Linked DNA regions of Rattus norvegicus: region 1 is linked to region 2. The links are chromatin contacts, called in public Hi-C maps. All regions are on one chromosome and are shown on one strand. Each heading gives the region's core, a stretch centred on a gene start, on an enhancer-like site or on the middle of the called end of the contact. The rest is flanking DNA. Distances are from core to core; before and after follow the strand shown.

What was found. Hi-C and Micro-C count contacts between places; a contact is called where the count stands out from the background.
Region 1: a Hi-C map of liver shows a contact between it and region 2, with 2.2 times the contacts expected there. The contact joins the promoter of Cxadr here to the enhancer-like site in region 2. A contact is called at or near these places in 7 of 12 Hi-C or Micro-C datasets (the A7r5 cell line, the Rat2 cell line, hepatocytes and 3 more).

The regions. Positions count from the first base shown.
Region 1 is chr11:30,467,535-30,471,672 of GRCr8, reverse strand. It overlaps Cxadr (CXADR, Ig-like cell adhesion molecule), which reads right to left and starts at 1,895. Exons shown (of 7, transcript NM_001399207.1): 1 at 1,733-1,895. The coding sequence starts at 1,775.
Region 2 is chr11:30,430,423-30,434,202 of GRCr8, reverse strand. No RefSeq gene overlaps it. Among named protein-coding and RNA genes, the nearest start is that of Cxadr, 37 kb to the left of the region's middle. Within about 2 kb of position 2,527, at least 7 of the 93 cell types and tissues checked have an H3K27ac peak or open chromatin away from gene starts, as enhancers often do. A contact at or near this core is called in hepatocytes and liver, where this site is marked.

The DNA.
Region 1 (4,138 bases), core at 646-3,145, 38 kb before region 2:
TCTCACCACTACACTAAGAGCCTGATCTACAAAACACTCAAAGCCATATACACCAATTAGTTTCTGTGATATTTGAATTTGGGGCTTTGGATTTATTTTATTTGTTGGTTGGTTGGGTTGTTAGGGGCGGGAAATGGGAAATTTGAGTTCTTAAGCAGAAAAACTGGAGTGGAGTTGTCCTGTTTCGACAAGCAATTGTCCTTCAATGGTATGTTGACTACACCCTAACGCACACTATATGAACTGAATAGCTAAGTATATTAAAATAGCCTTAATGGAAAGAGTGACTACCAGAGGGGTATTTCAGAAGAGGAAAAAAAAAATACCCCATTGCTTCACAAGAAGAAAAAAAAAGAGGAAGATAGGTAGTCTGTCTCCTACACCGTTCATTCCTCCTCTTTCTGCTTTACACTATTCAACTTTGGTTTGTTTTACCAAAGGTGGGATTCACCAAGTAGACTGGTTCAACGACCCTTTCTGTTTTCCAGAAGATTTACTTTCAAAATTTCAGCCAAGCCTAAAAGATCTGTATCAAAAAAAAAAAAAAAAGGTGGAGGTGGTGTGGTAGCCTCAGATCCACAGATTAGACAGACTTGTTAATAGAATGTTGATCCCATGAGTAATGTTCACAGCTGTGGCATCCAACAATGGAATTAACATTTCAGCAGGAAGCAGAGGGCCATCCCTACAGATCTAACAACCTTCCCAACTCCCGGGACCCTAACCAACCATCTTCGGAGGCTACACTGTGTGTGCGTGTGCCTCCTAGAGTTGAATGTGTAAATCTTTTTTATGACTCATTTGGTTTCAAAATTCCTCCAAATGCTTAGTATAGGAAATGAGATCAACTTCTTAAAACACACTTAGAAAAAGGATTAATTTCTAAGTGTTAAAATGCTTACGCGTCTCGGAGTCCAGGCATTTTTTAAACGCCTTGTTTCCCGAAAAAGACGCTCTGCAGCTGAAGGATGTACTAGGCGATTTCTAACACAACACACCTCACCACCTGAACGTCAATCGTCATCCAAAAAAAAAAAAAAAATCAACTTATTACAAACCCGGTTAACTCCTCCCCAGCACGGATTTCAGACAGTCGGTTCCTAATCCCTCGTCTCGGGGCTGCTCGGTCGAGCCAGCCTGTTTTCTGAGACTAAAAACCCAGCAGCTTCAGTGCTTCTTTCCTAGAGGTAGCCAGGACGATTGACACCGAACGTCTCAGTCTTCTCTCAAATAATGGCGTTTGTAATTCAGCCTCCCCGCTTGGACTACCCGATACGTAAAAACTCGCAGCCTGGAGCTTGGAAATCGGGGAAGGCTGGCGGCACACAACACCCAGGGAGACGCGGGAAACAGACAAGGTCAGATAAAGCGAAGTGGTCCCTAGGGTAAGCTGCCCTGGAGGCGCGCCCCACACGCCGCTCGGTGAGCCTCCGCCACCGCCACCGCCACCGCCACCGCCACCGCCACCGCCACCGCCACCGCCACCGGACGATCCGGTCCTGGCTCCGCTGCCTCCCAGGCGCCTCACACCCCCTGCGCGGCTCCCGGGGACAGATGCATTCTCCCGGCTGGCGCGCGTGGTCTGATCGCCCCGTGCATGGGTGCCCACTCGCCACCTCCACAGCAGCGCCCCCAAATTGAGCCTCCCCCTCCCCCCACGCCCCATTGTTCCCGGGAGGCCGCGAGCTGGGAGCGCAAAGGATTGGGACGACAGAGAGGTGCCGCAACTCACCCGCGACACCGCACAGGAGCACGAAGCACAGTAGGAGCGCCATGGGAGCTGCCGGGCCGTAGCTTGCAGGTAAACGCTCTCAGCTCGGGTAGCCCTGCTTTTTCCAGAGCCTGGTACACTCCCGACTGGCTCCCGGCGGTGGCAGCAGCGAAGGCACCTCTGCGCCCCGCCCCAGCTCGGCAGGTGAACGCGTCACTTCCGGCAGCAATCGGGAGCCCCAAGGAGCCCACAGTGTTGGCGCCCTGGGGTTGCCATGGAAACTGGCTCAGCGCAAGCCCCCTTCCCCTCCCCACGCCTCCACCCCCCTCCAGGGAACCTTCCAGCTCCAGCAATCCTTGCGCCCTACACCTGCTTGCTCCGAGAGCCACCTCCAGCTCTCCCGAGCTTTCTTCCCCTGGTTCAATCGCTGCTTTGTGAACTGGGAACCAGCGAGCCAGTCTCAAAGCCGAAACCGCAGTCACACCCTCCCCCGGAGCCCGGCTCCAGGCCAGAATTGTTCCCTCTCCCTAGACCCTGAGCTAGGTTTCTACACACCACCAGCCGGTCCCCCACAGCCGTCACTGTATCCTGTGGTCAGGGGTGAGGACCTCCCGGCACCCGTTTTTCCATGTGCGAGTGTGCGATCAGAAGGCTCCACGAATATCATGCCTTCTTTTTGAAAGGCTAGGTTCCTGTAGAAGGCTCAGGGGAGGCTCTTCTTCCGCCCCTGCATACACTAGACCTATAAAATAAGGCTACGGGTTTAAATACTTGGGGCTGTTCTCCTTGCGATTTTGAATCTCCTGGCCCTGAATTTAGCCCACAAGGACAAGAGAACTTTAAAAGTGAGACTGGTTGGGGGTGGCTAAATGAACGGGAGTGGCTCTTGGAAATTAGGGATTTGAAGAGACTGTTCAATCCCGCCCTGCAGCTCTCCCATGCTGTTATCCTCAGACTTGTCCTTGCTGCCTGCTCTTGGTTGCTCTTCCCAGGTCATTTTTTTTTTTTAATTGTAGAGATGTTGAAATTCACAAGAGCCCCTTATTAGGAGATAGAAAACAGAAGAAACCAGCTTAATGGCCAAGAACTAGGGGTCTGGGTGGGCAAGTTGTTTAGAAGTGGAAGTGAAATCATGCATTTAAAAATGCTTGGCAGGGGGTTGGGGATTTAGCTCAGTGATAGAGCGCTTGCCTAGCAAGTGTAAGGCCCTGGGTTCGGTCCCCAGCTCCGGAAAAAAAAAAGAAAAAAGAAAAAATGCTTGGCAGGGCTGAAGAGATGGCTCAACAGTTAAGACCAATGGCTACTCAGAGGTCCTGAGTTCAATTCCCAGCAACCCCCTGGTGGCTCACAACCATTTGTAATGGGATCCGGTACCCTCTTTTGGTGAGTCTGAAGACAGAGACAGTGTGTTCAAATAAAACTTTTTTTAAAAGAGGCTTAGCACCCGGCAAAGCACATAGGAAGTGCTCAGCGAGTAGCAGCTAGTAATGGAATATTGGGAATGGCTTATTGAACCAGAAGAGACAAGGCAGGTGTGCAGGGTTGCGTAGGAATAGCCCCCACAGGCTCATATATCTAAATGCTTAGCCATCAGGGAGTGGCACTCTTTGGAAGGATTAGAAGTATTGGGGACTGCATCCTTTTGCAGTAGGTGTGGCCTTATTGGAAGAGGTATATCCTTGGGTGCAGGCTTTGAAGTTTCAAAAAGCCCATAAGACCCTGTCTCTCTCTTGCCACCCCCCACCCCAACCCTACCCCCTCTCCTTACAGATCAAGATATAGCTCTCAGCTACTTCTGCATCATACCTGCCTGTCTGCAAGCTCCCTGCATTATGATTATGGACCGAAACTGTAGACAAGTCTCCAATTAAATGCCTTATTTTGTAAGAGTTGCCTTTGCCATGGTGTCTATTCATAGTAACAGAACAATAATTGAGACAGAAAAATAAACAGATTTAAGGCTAAGCAGGCTCCTACTCGGGAGGGAAAAAGTATAGTCCACGAGGAGGTGTGCTACCCTGCTCAAAGGCTTAAAGGGTTTGCCACTTCAGTCAAGCAGAAGTCTGGGAGTGGGTTTTAAGGGGGTGAGACAATGGTAGAAGGAACATGTAACTGGATTAGGCTGTTTATTGATACGGGCCCACTGAATGGGGATTCTGGGTTTAATATGGAAGCTTGGACAATTAACAAGGGTGTCCCGAGTCTGAATAGTTGGCTGAAGCAATTGTCAAAAGATGGCTTACTAAAAGGGAATTGGAGATGCCCGATACATGTTGACTTAGTGTTGATGAAGGGATTGTAAGGTTCAGGGAAATTGCAATGCTAGAGTGGGTAACCATGTAAAACCTAATGCTCCAGTTTCCTGAGACATAATCAGACTGATTTCCAGAGTGCTTGCACCAGCTTGCATTCCCACCAACAATGGAG
Region 2 (3,780 bases), core at 1,278-3,777:
GCTATAGCAAAACACCACTTGTCTGAGCTGCCATTATCTTTCTTTTTGTTTAGTGGGTGCTTTTTAGTGGAACTAGTCTAAGTCCCTATTCTGGAGTACTCTGAGATGGGGGCTTGCTTATAAAATGGCTTCTCAAAGGATGAAGGATGAAGGATGGGACAGAAGCAACAAAATTGAAACAAAGTTCTCAGCCAGCTTCACAGGTGCTGGATCTGGGCTTCTGTGATGATTTGCATATGCTTAGCCCAGGGCGTGGCACTATTAAAAGGTATGACCTTGTTGGGGCAGGTGTGGCACTGTGTGTGTGGGCTTTAAGACCCTCATCCTAGCTCCCTGGAAGCCAGGATTCTGCTAGCAGCTTTCAGATGAAGATGTAGAACTCTCATCTCAGCTCCTCCTGCATGGTGTCTGCCTGGATGCTGCCATGTTCCTGCCTTGATGATAATGGACTGAACCTGTAAGCCAGCGCCAATTAAATGTTGTCCTTACTTATTAGAGTTGCCTTGGTCATGGTGTCTGTTCACAGCAGTCAAACCCTAACTAAGATAGCTACCCTTTCGGAACTACCCAATTTTGGGGCAAATGGATTATACTGTATTTTACTATTCATTCATTAAACAGTCTTCGAATAGGGGCTCTTCCCAAGGAAGCTCCTTCTGTTTAAGGCAAATCCTGGAGAGCCATAGCCTTCCATGGCCAACCATTGTGGGAATAAATGATCAAATCTCAGATGGGGACCTGGCTGCTCATCACTATTTGTCATGATCGACTAGCTCACTCAAAGGTATCGTTGTTGATACTACAATTAGTTCCTTCGAGTTTTTGCTTCATTTCCCCCCCAAGATTCTACACTTCGCTTATTTAATTACAAAAAATAGAAATAGGTAGGACAGTGTGGTGACTTTTCTGTTTTACCCAATTTAAAATTTTAGTCTTTATTTTGAAGTAATTTTGCTCCTAATTATATTAAAATTAATTTTTCTCCAGCTTTAGGAAAATGTAATAACAAAGCAATGGACTTTTCCTCAGCAACTTTATAGTAGTGCAATTTTTTTTCTTTTCTCTTTTTTTCGGAGCTGGGGACCAAACGCAGGGCTTTGTGCTTGCTAGGCAAGCGCTCTACCACTGAGCTAAATCCCCAACCCCTGCAATTTTTACAATAATGGATTTTAAATAAAATTTCAGCTTCTTAACACTCTGGCCCATTACATTGAAGAGTTACTATAAACTCTTTGGGGGCACAAGTGATCCTTGCTTTGAAGGAGCTGAAAAGCATTTAACAGATAGAACACTAAATAATGAAAATTTTTAATAACTGCTTTTTTGGTTTTTTTGTTTGTTTTTGTTTTTGGTGGTGGTGTGTGAGTGTGTGTGTGAGTGTGTGTGTGAGTGTGTGTGTGAGTGTGTGTGTGAGTGTGTGTGTGAGTGTGTGTGTGAGTGTGTGTGTGTGTGTGAGTGTGTGTGAGTGTGTGTGAGTGTGTGTGTGAGTGTGTGTGTGAGTGTGTGTGAGAGTGAGTGAGTGAGAGTGAGTGAGTGAGAGTGAGTGAGTGAGTGAGAGTGAGTGAGTGAGAGTGAGTGAGTGAGAGTGAGTGAGTGAGAGTGAGTGAGTGAGAGTGAGTGAGAGTGAGTGAGAGTGAGTGAGAGTGAGTGAGAGTGAGTGAGTGAGAGTGAGTGAGAGTGAGTGAGAGTGAGTGAGAGTGAGTGAGAGTGAGTGAGAGTGAGTGAGTGTGAGTGAGTGAGAGTGAGTGAGTGAGAGTGAGTGAGTGAGAGTGAGTGAGTGAGAGTGAGTGAGTGAGAGTGAGTGAGTGAGAGTGAGTGAGAGTGAGAGTGAGTGAGAGTGAGAGTGAGTGAGTGAGAGTGAGAGTGAGTGAGTGAGAGTGAGAGTGAGTGAGTGTGTGAGTGTGAGTGAGTGAGTGTGTGAGTGTGAGTGTGTGAGTGTGAGTGTGTGAGTGTGAGTGTGTGAGTGTGAGAGTGTGAGAGTGTGAGAGTGTGAGAGTGTGAGAGTGTGAGAGTGTGAGTGTGAGTGTGAGTGTGAGTGTGAGAGTGTGAGTGAGTGAGTGTGTGTGAGTGTGTGTGTACAGGAGGAGATATGTGCTATGTGTGGAACAGAGATCAACCTTTTGTCGTTTGTCAGGTAACATCCCTCTCTTTGTGAAACAGGGTTTCTCACTGACTTGAACCTTACTTGCTAGGTTAGTTAGGCTGGCTGGCCCTTATGCCCAGAGATTCCCCTTTGTTTCACCAGTGTTACGATTACAAGCACATGCTACCAACACCTGACTGAAAAAATATGTATAAATATGTGTACAACATACATACATGCATGCATACATACATCATACATACATACATACATACATACATACATACATACATACATGCTGAGTGTATAAATTTCATTGCTAGAGAAGAAAAAGGAAGGACCCGGCTGGTGGCCAAGTTTGAGAGAAGTAATAGGAAGTGGAATAGAAGACAAGCTTAGAAGGTCAGAGAGGATGACCTAGAGAAGTGAAACTCCTCTGACAGGAACAGAGGCCAAGAAGGAAAGCAAGGAAAGGAGCAGCAAGTTTCATTCCTGGGACTTTTTCAGCCCTCATATAATAGGTGTTAGACTGTGTCTTGCAGAAAACAGAGCATGCAGGAACCTGTTTAAAAACAAAAAACAAAAAGCTGTAATTAAACATGACTCCACTTAAAATGGTGATTTCTAAGGGTACAATATTGAGAATCATGGATGTCATTTCCTCCCACAAACTTACAATGCACATTACAAGTGGCTACAACATAAAAACCTGCTTACTAGCTGCTACAAGGCACACGGAAGTACATTCCTCTACTCGAAGAACATCTTACTCAAACTGTAGCATGTTTCTGATCCAACAGAAGTAAATCGGTCACCTGCTAGAAATGTTTGACAGGGTGAAAGTTTACAGCAGGTCACTTACTAGGAAAAAGCATTTTATTACAAGGAGAGAACAACTTTTTAGGAATGGTAATATATAGACAGACACTCATGAGGAGATTTTTCTAGCTCTCCTGCTTTCATTGTATTAAAGAAAACCAACTTTCTATTATCATTGCTTCATTGACAAAACGGAAGGAACAGTCATAGTGATCAAGCTTGACTTTTGAGTGTCGCAAAGTTTATTCTGTCAGCTTCGGCTGTGTCGTGTGCAGAGCTGGACTTTGGCACGTTGGTAGATAAGAGATATCAAGTTTTACAAGACAGAAACTTTACGCAAAGGCATTTTTTTATTGCTTAGGTCATGGTTGGTTTTGACTCTCTACCTACTCTATCCCTATGCCTCCTTCAGGAGGAGGAAGTCTCTGGACACCTCCTCTAGAATGTTCCTAGATGGAGGCCAAGGAAAACGTGAGCCCAGACTCCTCATCATGGAATGAGTAATAGGTACAGAGAAATGACACATGAACCACAGTCCTGTTTTGAAAACCGTACTGAGGGTGGTGTTCTCATCAACTAGGGAGCACCATGGCCTTGTCTACCAGAGAAGGCATTTACTCAGCTGAGGAGTGCAGCTCAGTGGTAGAGCACTTGCCTACAGTGTGAAAAACACCAGAGCTTTTCAGATAATTAAATAAATAGTAAACAAACAAATTAGAAATAAAGGTATTTATTCAAGTGGATAGGGGAATGAATGAATGAATGAATCAATCAATCAATTAAAAGGTATACCAAATATAGCCAAGGCAGAAGAGTTTGACAAAAGCTAGTTTTGAATCTGAAACTTATTGTAATATTAGTGTGAAAATTATGGCCTA